Linked DNA regions of Sus scrofa: all the other regions are linked to region 2. The links are chromatin contacts, called in public HiChIP or PLAC-seq maps. All regions are on one chromosome and are shown on one strand. The core of a region is the stretch at or near the end of the contact, and the rest is flanking DNA. Distances in the headings are between cores, read along the strand shown.

Region 1 (4,038 bases), core at 374-2,873, 93 kb after region 2:
TCAGGGCTCACCATCTGAGCTGTAATGTGATGGCTTGATGGCGGCAATATCCCTTTGTTGACTGATATGGAAGGTAGATTTTAGTTCTCACCCTAGGTCCACCTCCAAGGAGAGTGGAGGTGAACTAACTGCTTTAAACACAGGCTTTAGGATTATTTAGGTATAACAAGGCAAACAGATCAGGAGCTGAGTCTTCAAAAAGAGAGTTTGGGAGTTCCTACTGTGGCTCAGTGGGTAATGAACCCAACTAGTATCCATGAAGATGCAGGTTCGATGTCTTCTCAGCACTTTTGAGAGCCTGCGTTTCGAGCACACAGCCCTGGTGTGCTGGTGGGCTGCAGCCTGAGCATTTTCCTCCAGCAGTTTTCATGTCTATATCTACCACCTGCCCTCTCCAGTGTCTTAAGTAGGGCAAAGGCAAAGAGTCCCAGCTTTGTTTCCTTTTTTTTTTTTTTTTTTTTTGTCTTTTTGCTATTTCTTGGGCCGCTCCCGCGGCATATGGAGGTTCCCAGGCTAGGGGTCGAATCGGAGCTGCAGCCACCAGCCTACGCCAGAGCCACAGCAACTCGGGATCCAAGCCGCGTCTGCAACCTACACCACAGCTCACAGCAACCCCAGATCGTTAACCCACTGAGCAAGGGCAGGGATCGAACCCGCAACCTCATGGTTCCTAGTCGGATTCGTTAACCACTGCACCACGACAGGAACTCCTGTTTCCTTTTTTACTAAGCATTATGCCACTGTCTCCAAGGATGTGATCCTTTATACCCCACTGGGTCGGGGAACAAGTCACAGCAAGAGCACCAGCACAAAGTTCAAGCTCAAATGCCTTCGATAGGACCCACGGTCTCTAAGGTGGATGCTCGCACACTGTATGTAGCTCGCAACTCAGAAGGGCCTTTGAAGAATATGCGCTGCTCTCTCCACGTGGCAGGCAAGACGAAATAACATGGGAAAACAGCCTCTCAGGGCATTCCCCTCGTGGTGCATCAGAAATGAATCCGACTAGGAACCATGAGGTTGCAGGTTCCATCCCTGGCCTCACTCAGTGGGTTAAGGATCCAGTGTTGCCATGAGCTGTGGTGTAGGTCACAGACTTGGCTCAGATCCCGAGTTGCTGTGGCTGTGGTGGAGGCCAGCAGCCATAGCTCCGATTCAACCCTCTAGCCTGGGAACCTCCATATGCCGCAGGTTTGGCCCTAAAAAGCAAAAATAAATAAATAAGTAGCCTCTCAGTGCCCCCCGCCATTGCCCCCCCACCCCTTACACACACACACACACACACACACACACAAACACACACACACACACACACACACACACACACACACACACACACACACCCCAGCACTTTGGAGGAAAGTCATACCTTGCTCCCTCAGAGGAGTCTTTGGTAAACCTGGCTGGTTAATATAAAAAACGGATGTCCCCAGGCTACTGTTCCAGAATCTAGGCAAGCAGCTCAGCTCAGATCAGAATCTGGAGAGGACTCAACTTTTAGCATTTAGCATGCATTTGCAGCACTCAGCAAAAGGAGCAAACAGCAACTGCAGCCAGACCGCAAGCACACACAGGCCTGCAGGCAGAAGCAACGTCTCAGACTGCCACTGCCATCTGGAGGGACCATTTAGTAAGGCAAGAACGGTCTGTGGATAGATCGCTGAAGTCTGAGGTCACACCACCCTGCTCCCTGCACTAACTGCTTTAAACATAGGCTTTAGTACCATTTACGTATAACGAGGCCAACAGATCAGGAGCTGAGCCATTGAAAAGAGAGTTTGGGAGTTCCTGTTGTGGCTCAGCGGGTTATGAACCCGACTAGTATCCATGAAGATATGGATTTAATCCTGGTCTCACTCAGTGGGTTGAAGATCCGGAGTTTCTGTAAGCTGTGGCGTAGGTCGCAGATGCAGCTCAGATCTGGCGTTGCTGTGGCCGTGATATGGGCCAGCATCTGCAGCTCCAATTCAACCTCTAGCCTAGAAACTTCCGTTTGCCATGGGTGAAGCCATAAAAAAAAAAAAAAAAAAAAATCACAAATCGAACCAAATCTCACCATCTCCACTGTTACACTGTGGTTCCAGATACCATCGTCTCCCCCCTGGACCAGGGCAAAGGCTCCTTACTGGTCTTTGTTTCCACTTTTCCCCTTTAACAATGTGTTCTGCGAAATGTCGCCAAGAAGATCCTTTTAAACGTTCAATCCATCATGTGACTGCTTGGCTCAGAAACTCCATAGGCCTCCTTCTTGTGTATAATACAAAGCAAAAGTCTTGGTCTGGTTTACGAATTTTGTTCTCCGGATTTCCCACCAACTTTTATCCTCTACATTTTCTCATGTGACCCAGTCTCTCTCCCAGCAAACAAAGAAGGTTCCAAAGTGCCCTTTCCTCCGGCTGAACCTGTTTTCTCTCTTATGGGCCACTGGTTCATTCCCTCACTCCATCCGGGGCTCTACTCGGCTCTCATCTACTTACAGAGGCCTCCCCTGCATACGTCTCCAAAAGGATACCTCTTTAAATTCTCTATCCTTTAACTCTTCTCAGCACTTACAACTCATGATGTCAGCACATGTATTCATTGTTTTTTCCCCCTGAAGGCAAGGGCTTCTCTGCTCCATAATGATGCCTAGAAAGATGCCTGGCACAGTAGCCGCTTAGGGAATGTTTATTATTGGGAGAAATGAGTGAATAAATGAATGAATCTGTAGAGGCTTTTCCTAATTAAGATCACTTTATCATTTTTCAAATTATCCCCAGGAGCTGCCCCATAAGAGGACTGTCTGAACTAAAGCCCACGTTAAAGTACAATTTGTGTTAAAGGGAACAACGAGCCCATTTGAAAGAAATACTTTTTATTGAATCAAACTTTTTTTTTATTCATTCTTTCAAACAGAAGAACTGGGCTTGTGTTGAAGAAACTGTGGCGTGGAAGAACTGCATGGTTTGTTGCTTAGGAAAGTATTGTGCCAATACTCTCATTATTCTCAAAAAGACAAAGAAACCATCATGGGATAATTCCTTTAATATCCCACTTTCCAGGAATATGAGAAATAGCCCTTCCTGACAAGGGCTTTGCGTTCTCTTTAATGGCTGATCCTGTTGAAATGAATAGTTAACAATTTCCTGAGCAGGAGTTCCCGTCGTGGCGCAGTGATTAATGAATCTGACTAGGAACCATGAGGTTGAGGGTTCGATCCCTGGCCTTGCTTAGTGGGTTAAGGATCTGGCATTGCCGTGAGCTGTGGTGTGGGTCGCAGATGCGGCTTGGATCCTGTGTTGCTGTGGCTCTGGCGTAGGCTGGCGGCTACAGCTCCGATTCGACCCCTAGCCTGGGAACCTCCATATGCCGTGGGAGCGGCTCAAGAAAAGGCAAAAAGACAAAAAAGAAAAAATTCCTGAGCAGTTGGTGCATTTGTAAGCAGTAGGTTGAAAGAGAAAAAAAAAAATGTGTCTTTCTAAATAAATAGTCCTGTAAACAACATACCAATTAAATAAAGAAAGGTCAACAATGTAAGAGAGTGTCAAATGATACGATCATGGCGACTGGGGGAGGCAGTTGGAGATGAAGTGCTCAGAGTCAGGTTAAAAGTGTTTAACACTGGAGTTCCCGTGGTGGCACAGTGGAAACGAATCTGACTAGGAACCATGAGGTTGCGGGTTGGATCCCTGGCCTCGCTAGGGGGTTAAGGATCCGGCATTGCCATGAGCTGTGGTGTAGGTCAAAGATGTGGTTTGGATCCCACGTTGCTCTGGCAGTGGTGGAACTGGCAGCTGTAACTCTGATTCGACCTCTAGCCTGGGAACCTCCATATGCTGCAGGTGCGGCAAAAAAATAAAAGGGGGTGGTTAAATTTGTGGAATGAAGGCAGTGATCTGCCTTAGAGCTAGATCCAGCCCTGCCACATTTTTCCAACTACCTGGGTCCGGCCAAGAATAGGCACAGTTCACAGAACCCAAGGTACTTCCCCTTGATGGCTCTCTTATCACGCACTGCTTGGGATCCCTTGCCAGCTTCCCGACTGGCTGGATTGGCTTC
Region 2 (4,087 bases), core at 592-3,091:
GAATAAATGTGCACAATATATTGTTTAATAATTGCAATACAAGATAAACTGTCCTTTGGCATTTGATGCATTAGCTTAAAGATAGAACTCCATTCGACAGAATAACGAACTTTAAACTATTTGGGTATTATCTGGTATTTTGTTTTTGAGAAAAAGTTAAAATGTGAGCCTAGTTTAAACTGTATGGACTTTCATCCTTCTAACATAGAAACGTAGATTCTATGGGAGTGAAAGAGAGAGATCCAAGGAGGGATAAATAGAAGGAAGCACTGAAGGTATTCAGAGAAATAACTCAACATAGACAGTGAACTAGAGGTTTTAGTTTATGGGCTTGTTTTCTAGCTGTAAAATGGAATATAGAGCTAACCCTCCCTCCTGGCTAAGTCAACCCTTTCTTTATATGTAAAAAGATATTTGAAAGTATTCTGAGTATTCTGACATATACATATATATATAAATATATATACATATAATATATATATATATATATATATATATAAGTTTCTTGGTGGCCTTGTTGTTAAGGATCAGGCATGTCACGGGCATGGCCACCCAAATTATAATATCCAAGATGATTTTATTATTTTTATTATTTTACTTGCGTATCTCAATACATATTTTTAAATAGCTTTATTAAAATATAATTTACATATTGTAAACTTCACCCATTTAAAGTGTACAGTCAGGAACTGCTGCTGTGGTGCAGTGGGATCTGCTGCCTCTTGGGAGCACTGGGATACAGTTTCGATCCCGGCATGGGTTAAGGATCCAGTGTTGCCACAGCTGTGGCTTAGGTCCCAAGGCTGTGGCTCAGATCTGACCCCTGGTCCAGCAACTACATATGCTGGCGGGTGGTCAAAATGAAAATAAATAAAAAATTAAAAAAATAAAATGTACAGGTCAATGTTTTTTTAGAGTAGTGACAGTGGTATAACCATCACCATAATGCAATTTTAGAATATTTTCATCACCATCTCCCCCCAAAAATCTCCATTCTCTATCCTCCTCTTTCCCCAGCGTTAGGCAACACTACTTTCTGTCTCTAAGATTTGTCTCTAAGATTCGGATATTTTACATAAATGGAAACATAGGATAAGGGTCTTTCATGACTAGCTTCTTTCACTTAGCATAAAAATTCAGTTTTACAATTTTAGGCTATTTGACCTCAGTAGTCCACATCTGAGGATAAAATGCTATCTTTTCATTCCTTAATGAGTTTGAGGATTAAGTATAATTTGCATGAAGCAAAAGCTAGAAAATAGAGCGAGAGCTTTTCTCAACTACATAAGCTAATCCACTTTGCCAGTGTTAAAATACCAGATGTGTAAATTCAAGCTGCAGAACAACTGTGTGTCCAGGGGTCCTTAAGACTGACATTGTCCAGGGGTATTTGGTGGGGCGGGGGGAGGAAACAAAAACAAAAACTAACCTAACAAAACATTGAAAATTACCAAAAGGATCCATCACAAGAGGAGGAGGTTTAACAACTTAATGTCCCTTCCTTGGAAAACTGGTGATAAAAAATATTCAAATAAACCCATATAAACCTGTTTTTAGTATAGAGGGTCCAGGAGAGCCAGACCCCCTAGGAAATGCAAATAGGCTTCATGAGAAAGTAAATTTTCCCTTCTGCCCTTTCCCCCTCTTCTCTCTGGCAGGGCTGATCCTCATTACAGTTTGCTCAAATGTTTGGAAGTGAATTTAGGGCCCTCCCCCCAACTTAAGATTTTATAGCCAATAGGTGATGAGGTTTATTTGCATATTTCCAATCATATAAGCAGCCTTAGAGTGGAAACAGTGTCAGACTCAATTCCTCCCCCTCCTCCTCCCTCCTCCTCCGGGGAAAGCTGCCACTTCTGGCTGCCCCGCTTCTTCTTTAAAGGGTGACTTGCCCTGCAACAGATCGCTGCTCCAGCCTGCTCCCGCCTCGGGCTGTCGGCGCTCCCGCCCGTGCCCTGTAACTTCTACCCCAGGAACGCGTCCCCAGATGGAGAGCAAAGCCCTGCTCCTAGTGGCTCTGAGCGTGTGGCTTCAGAGTCTGATCGTCTCCCGCGAAGGGTTGGCCACCGCGGACAGTAAGTTTTGCGCGCAGGCTCTCCTCCACTTACGGAATTGGCTCAGTGGCCCACTTGCACAAGTTGTGAGGATGGGAAGGAGGAAGTAGGAAGGAGCTGCGATGATCACCTGGGACCCTCTTGCCCAAACGCCGGCCCCAGGAAGGATCATCGGGGTGGGATCTGGAAGAGGCACGTTGGAAATCCTCCCTCTGATCACTCTGGGGCGGCTCCCAGTTTCTTTCTTTCTCTCTCTCTCTCTCGATCCCGCACTGTCACCTCCATTCGGGCTGAAGCCGAATTCCCAGGCGCCCGTGCTCAATAGGAAAGGATGGGGCGGCCGGGGTGGCAGGCGGGAGGCGGTAGAGAGTGAAGGGCGGGAGAAGGTAGGCGGGAGGAAGGGCTCTGAAGGCGGTGACCCGCAGTAACTTCTCCGCCAAGGTGACTCTGGTTCGGCCTTGGCCGCAGCTCAGCCCCCGCGCGTGAAGGCGCAGGCAGAAAGCGGCCCCTTCTCCTAGAGAAGCCGGCGGGGTGGCGGGGGAGTGGATAGCGGGGGCAGCGGCGTTGAATGCATTTTAGAAGCACACGACACTCTCGCTCTCCGCGCGAAGGTGGGAGGGGAGGACTAGGGGGCCGGGAGGGCAGGGGCTGGCCGCGGGGTGGGGGGAGGACCCGGCATCCCGGGGACGCGGCGTCCCGCACGCTTAACGGCGCTGGGGAAGCTGTTCCAGCCTCCACTCTGGCACGCTCGGTGTTTCTTAGCGCCCAACGAAGAAGGGTTGAACCTCCTGAAAACGTGGCAGAGCGACTAGCCTTCTGTGGCCGCTGACTTGGAGGATGCCAGGTTTGCGCTTGGCTGCCGTTACTGTCCTCCGGGCTGAGCCTGCCTCCGGGCGCCTTGCCCCGCGGTGCGGTTGCGAGCACGTGGGGCTTCTTGGACGCCGCAGGGAGGCCACTGGTTGAACCCTAGTTACCGCTCGGGCGCTGCCACTCACCAGGGTTAAGGCGACCAGCCAAGCTAGATCTGAATTTCTTTATTGCTGGGAAGAAGCGCGCCCATCCCCAGACCTGCCTACAGTAGAGGCAGCCTGTGTAACTTGAACCTTGGTTCAGTTAACGCACAGCAGCAACTAAAAGGCCACTGAAGCAAGTCATTAAAAGAGGCAACGTTTTCTTTTCTCTTTCTTGGTGGATTTACAGTTTGGGCGGTGTCCCCTGGATGTGCTTTTAGGCTGCACGTCCTCAGTGATTCAAGCTATAGTACAGTTTGTCCCTGACTTTTTTTTTTTTTTTTTTTTTGTCTTTTTGTCTTTTTTGTTGTTGTTGTTGCTATTTCTTGGGCCGCTTGGGCGGTGTCCCTTGGATGTGCTTTTAGGCTGCACGTCCTCAGTGATTCAAGCTATAGTACAGTTTGTCCCTGACTTTTTTTTGGTCTTTTTTTGTTGTTGTTGCTATCTCTTGGGCCGCTCCCGCGGCATATGGAGGTTCCCAGGCTAGGGGTCCAATCGGAGCTGTAGCCACCGGCCTACGCCTACGCCAGAGCCACAGCAACGCGGGATCCGAGCCGCGTCTGCAACCTACACCACAGCTCACGGCAACGCCGGATCGTTAACCCACTGAGCAAGGGCAGGGATCGAACCCGCAACCTCATGGTTCCTAGTCGGATTCGTTAACCACTGCGCCACGACAGGAACTCCCTGTCCCTGACTTTGATTGCAGTTAAACTTTTGATTTGTTTCAGCACTGAGTTGTGAAATAACATTTTCGATGGGTTTTTTTTTTTTAAAGTAGAGCCCATTAATGCTGAATTAGATAAGAAAAGTATCTTTTCTGTCCAATCATTGTAGGAACACCAGAGATTCAGTTAGCAAGTCTTAAACATCTTATGAAGTGGCATTTGTCCCTGAATAGTGTTTTACACTGTCCGAGAAAATGATTGGAACAAACTCCAAATTCTTATTTCAGAAAGTACATGGTAGGGTAGTGTTACATTGACCAACACTCATACCCACACCCGCCCACCCACACGCACA
Region 3 (3,756 bases), core at 733-3,232, 110 kb after region 2:
GTTCTGATATATTTCTTTATGGAGTTATATTTTATAAATTGAGCCCATCTTGGAACTCAGCATTTACTCCATCACTCAGGGAGCTTATTCCAGATATAATCACACTTATGTCTATAGTATTTAGGTTTTAGAAGAATAGAGGCAGGAGGTCTTGCTGTGGTGCAGTGAGTTAAGGATACGCCTTTGCCTCACCTGTGGCTTGGATTCAATCCCTGGCCTGGGACCTGCCATATGCTGTGGGGGCAGCTGATAAAGAAAAGAAAGAAGAAGAAGAAGAATAGAGGTCAAAGTAAGTTAGGCTAAGTATTTGCACCTTTCTCTCTTCTGTATATATATGTACTTTTTTCTTTTTCTTAAATTGTTAAATTAAGACTTTGGCACCATTCTGATAGTCTTATTTCTTCCTGCATCCACTCAAGAAATATTTATTGAAGATCTGCTATGTGCTTGTTCTAGGAGTTTGGGATACATCAGAGATCATAAGCAGAAAAGATCTCTGCCCTCATGGAACTTGCTTTTTATAAATCAAGGAGAGATGCGTACTAAAATAAACATCATTTTCTATTGTTGCCTAACAAATACCACAAATTTAGCAACTTAAACCACACAGACATATATTATCTTACAGTTTCTGTGGGTCAGAGTTGGTGCACAGCCCCCGTTTTTTAAGGAGTTTTCAATCTAGCTTCAGAAAAGAGACGTGAAAAGATTACTAATGATTCAAGATATTAGATAAGGAATATAACAACCAAAAAAAAAAAAAAACCTCCTGAAAATATAAAAAAATTGGTATGTCAACTTAAGGCCATTTCATTTTAGTGTAGGGACAAAAGATGATCCCTATAATTTCTGTTTTTTTACATTATTTATTTTTGTGAAGTATAGTTGATTCACAAGATTGTGTTAATTTCTGGTGTACAACACAGTGGTTCCGTTATACATACGTGCCTAGATATATTCTTTTCCATATTCTTTTCAATTATGGTTTATTACGGGATATTGAATATAGTTCCCTGTGCAATACAGTAGGACCTTGTTGTCTATGGATCCCTGTAGTTTCAATGGACTTTCTTAGGCCTTGACGGGAATCAATGTTGACAGAGCAGCCTACCAGGACTGAGATTTCTGGTGATGACCCTTAGTCCCAGGAAAAAGGTCAAGTCTGCTCCTGGTGGTCTGCCCCAAACACTACAAAAATATATTTGAAACTGGTTTGTAGCCCAAACAGGTAGAATGTGTTTGTATTTGGGTGTTTAAACGCATAGACTTTCAGGTATTGAAATAAATATTGGCCCTCAGAAACGGCTAAATTTCCAGGTGGGAGGGATAAATTAGGAAATTGGGATTAATATATACACACTATTATATATAAAATAGACAGTCAACAAGGACCTACTGCACAGCACAGGGAACTCAATATCTTATAATCTGTAAGGGAAAAAAATCGGATAAATTTTATATATATATAAAATGCATATATATGTATATATAGTGGACTCACTATATATATAACAGAATTACATATATATATATATGTGTGTGTGTGTGTGTGTGTATATATATGTGCATATATTGGAATCACTGAGCTCTGTACCTTAAACTAACACAACATTGTAAACCAACTATACTTCAATTTAAAAGAAGAAAAAAAAAAACCTAATTCTAAAAAAAGAAAAGGCTAATTTTCTTAGGTTCTTAGGAAACATTAAATCCTTGAGTCTGAAATATTTGACTACACTTTGAAACTGGGAAGGAAAGCCCTGAAGGTTTCTTTGGAGGAATGAACAGAGGGGAGTTTTCTCCACTCCAGGCAATCCTGATTAAGTTGAGCCTGTAAATTCTGTCCTAATTTCTGGTGGACATGTGTAGGCACCACTTCCCCTTTTCTCCTCAAATGATTGTGCACTTTTTTGGGGGGGGGGAGACAAATGACAGCATGATTCATGCAATTAGTTCCTCCCACAAGGTCTTACAAAGGGCTTCTAGAGGAGAAAAAAAAAAAGAAATGCTTCCTGCTGCAATTTAGTCATAGGCCAGGATTAGCTTATCGACTTGCAAAATTCTGCCGTCTCCTTTTCATTCTGTATTTTTATTCTAAAATGGCAAGGGTTGGGTGAAAGTTAGGTAAGCATGTATATTCTGCTGCTCATCCACCTCCGCTGCTTTCCTTCCTTGTGACTTAAAGGGCAGGGTTTCATCCTGTTATGAGTGGCAGATTCAATCAGGACGTGATAGTCTGGCATTCATAAAATAGTTCCCATTCCCACTTGGTGGTGGCTAAAAGTGACTGCTGATCATGAGTTAGACCACAAAACAGAAAAAAAAGATAGATTAATAGTAAAAGAAACATTGGCACTCAGAAACATCACTCTATGTTGAAGGGAAAGTCATCTAAACTCAGTGAGCCTCAGTTTCCTTATCTATACATGGAGATTAGATATTTTGCCTTTAACAGGCTTATTTTAAGGATGAAGGCAGCAGTATTTTGTAATGCTTCTTCATCGTGGTAAGAGTTACTTGAGGAGTTCCTGTAGTGGCTCAGTGGTTAACGAATCCGACTAAGAACCATGATGAGGTTGCGGGTTCGATCCCTGGCCTTGCTCAGTGGGTTAAGGATCCAGCGTTGCCATGAGCTGTGGTGTGGGTTGCAGACGTGGCTCGGATCCCGAGTTGCTGTGGCTCTGGCGTAGGCTGGCGGCTACAGCTCCGATTCGACCCCTAGCCTGGGAACCTCCATATGCCACGGGAGCAGCCCTGGAAAAGGCAAAAAGGCAAAAAGACCAAAAAAAAATATATATATTGTTACTTATATATTTGTTTATTTTGCGTTTTGCTTTTTAGGGCCACACCTGAGGCATATGGAGGTTCCCAGGCTAGGGGTCCAATCGGAGCTGTTGCCGCCAGCCTACACCACAGCCACAATACCACCAGATCTGAGCCTTGTCTGTGACCTACACCACAGCTCACGACAACGCCAGATCCTTAACCCACTGAGCCAGGCCAGGGATCGAACCTGCAACCTCATGTTTCCTAGTTGGATTCGTTTCTGCTGTGCCACAACGGGAACTCCTGTTATTTATTATTTTAAAATAATTCATCTTTGTCCATCATCTCAGAGTAGGAACTTACTTGTTGTTATTACTGTCATTTGAGACCCAGGTCTAGTCTCATCCTTGCTACTAACCAGTTGAGTAGTTTGGGTGACTCATTTCATTTTTCTGGGGCTCATTTATTTTTATTTGCAAAGTGCCCAGATGGCTTCCATGTCTGATGTTCTATGTCCCCTTGAAGGTCTACTTTTCAATTCCAAGCACCTAGTGTCATGAAATATTTGATTATTTCAGAGTTTATCACCTGTATTAATAAGGGATAGTAATCCATCTAACATCTCACTTGAGGAATTATTATTATTCGTCTTTTTAGGGCTACACATCCGGCATATGGCAGTTCCCAGACTAGAGGTCGAGTCCAACCTGTAGCCACCTGCCTACGCCAGAGCCACAGCAATGCCAGATTCTAGTCTCATTTCAACCTACAGCACAGCTCACAGAAATGCCAGATCCTTAACCCACTGAGCGAGGCCAGGGATCGAACCTTCCTCCTCGTGGGTTCTAGTCATATTCATTTCCGCTGAACCATAACTGGAACTCCAAAGAATTATTTTTAAGACTCTACATCAGTATCATAGGGAATGGAAAGGAGTTAAAGACATTTGACAATTTACTGGGGAGAATGGAGATATAGAGATAATTATAT

What was found. HiChIP or PLAC-seq counts read pairs in DNA pulled down with a chosen protein or histone mark.
Region 1: an H3K27ac HiChIP or PLAC-seq map of skeletal muscle shows a contact between it and region 2. The contact joins the enhancer-like site here to the promoter of LPL in region 2. A contact is called at or near these places in 13 of 47 Hi-C or Micro-C datasets (adipose tissue, brain, embryonic fibroblasts and 7 more) and 2 of 2 datasets of contacts at active chromatin or transcription factors (alveolar macrophages and skeletal muscle).
Region 3: an H3K27ac HiChIP or PLAC-seq map of alveolar macrophages shows a contact between it and region 2. The contact joins the enhancer-like site here to the promoter of LPL in region 2. A contact is called at or near these places in 6 of 47 Hi-C or Micro-C datasets (adipose tissue, fetal skeletal muscle, retroperitoneal adipose tissue and 2 more) and 2 of 2 datasets of contacts at active chromatin or transcription factors (alveolar macrophages and skeletal muscle).

Annotation. Positions count from the first base shown.
Region 1 is chr14:4,196,683-4,200,720 of Sscrofa11.1, forward strand. No RefSeq gene overlaps it. Among named protein-coding and RNA genes, the nearest start is that of SLC18A1, 81 kb to the right of the region's middle. Within about 2 kb of position 1,624, at least 8 of the 83 cell types and tissues checked have an H3K27ac peak or open chromatin away from gene starts, as enhancers often do. A contact at or near this core is called in adipose tissue and alveolar macrophages, where this site is marked.
Region 2 is chr14:4,102,973-4,107,059 of Sscrofa11.1, forward strand. It overlaps LPL (lipoprotein lipase), which reads left to right and starts at 1,842. Exons shown (of 10, transcript NM_214286.1): 1 at 1,842-2,075. The coding sequence starts at 1,988.
Region 3 is chr14:4,212,754-4,216,509 of Sscrofa11.1, forward strand. No RefSeq gene overlaps it. Among named protein-coding and RNA genes, the nearest start is that of SLC18A1, 65 kb to the right of the region's middle. Within about 2 kb of position 1,983, at least 4 of the 83 cell types and tissues checked have an H3K27ac peak or open chromatin away from gene starts, as enhancers often do. A contact at or near this core is called in alveolar macrophages and subcutaneous adipose tissue, where this site is marked.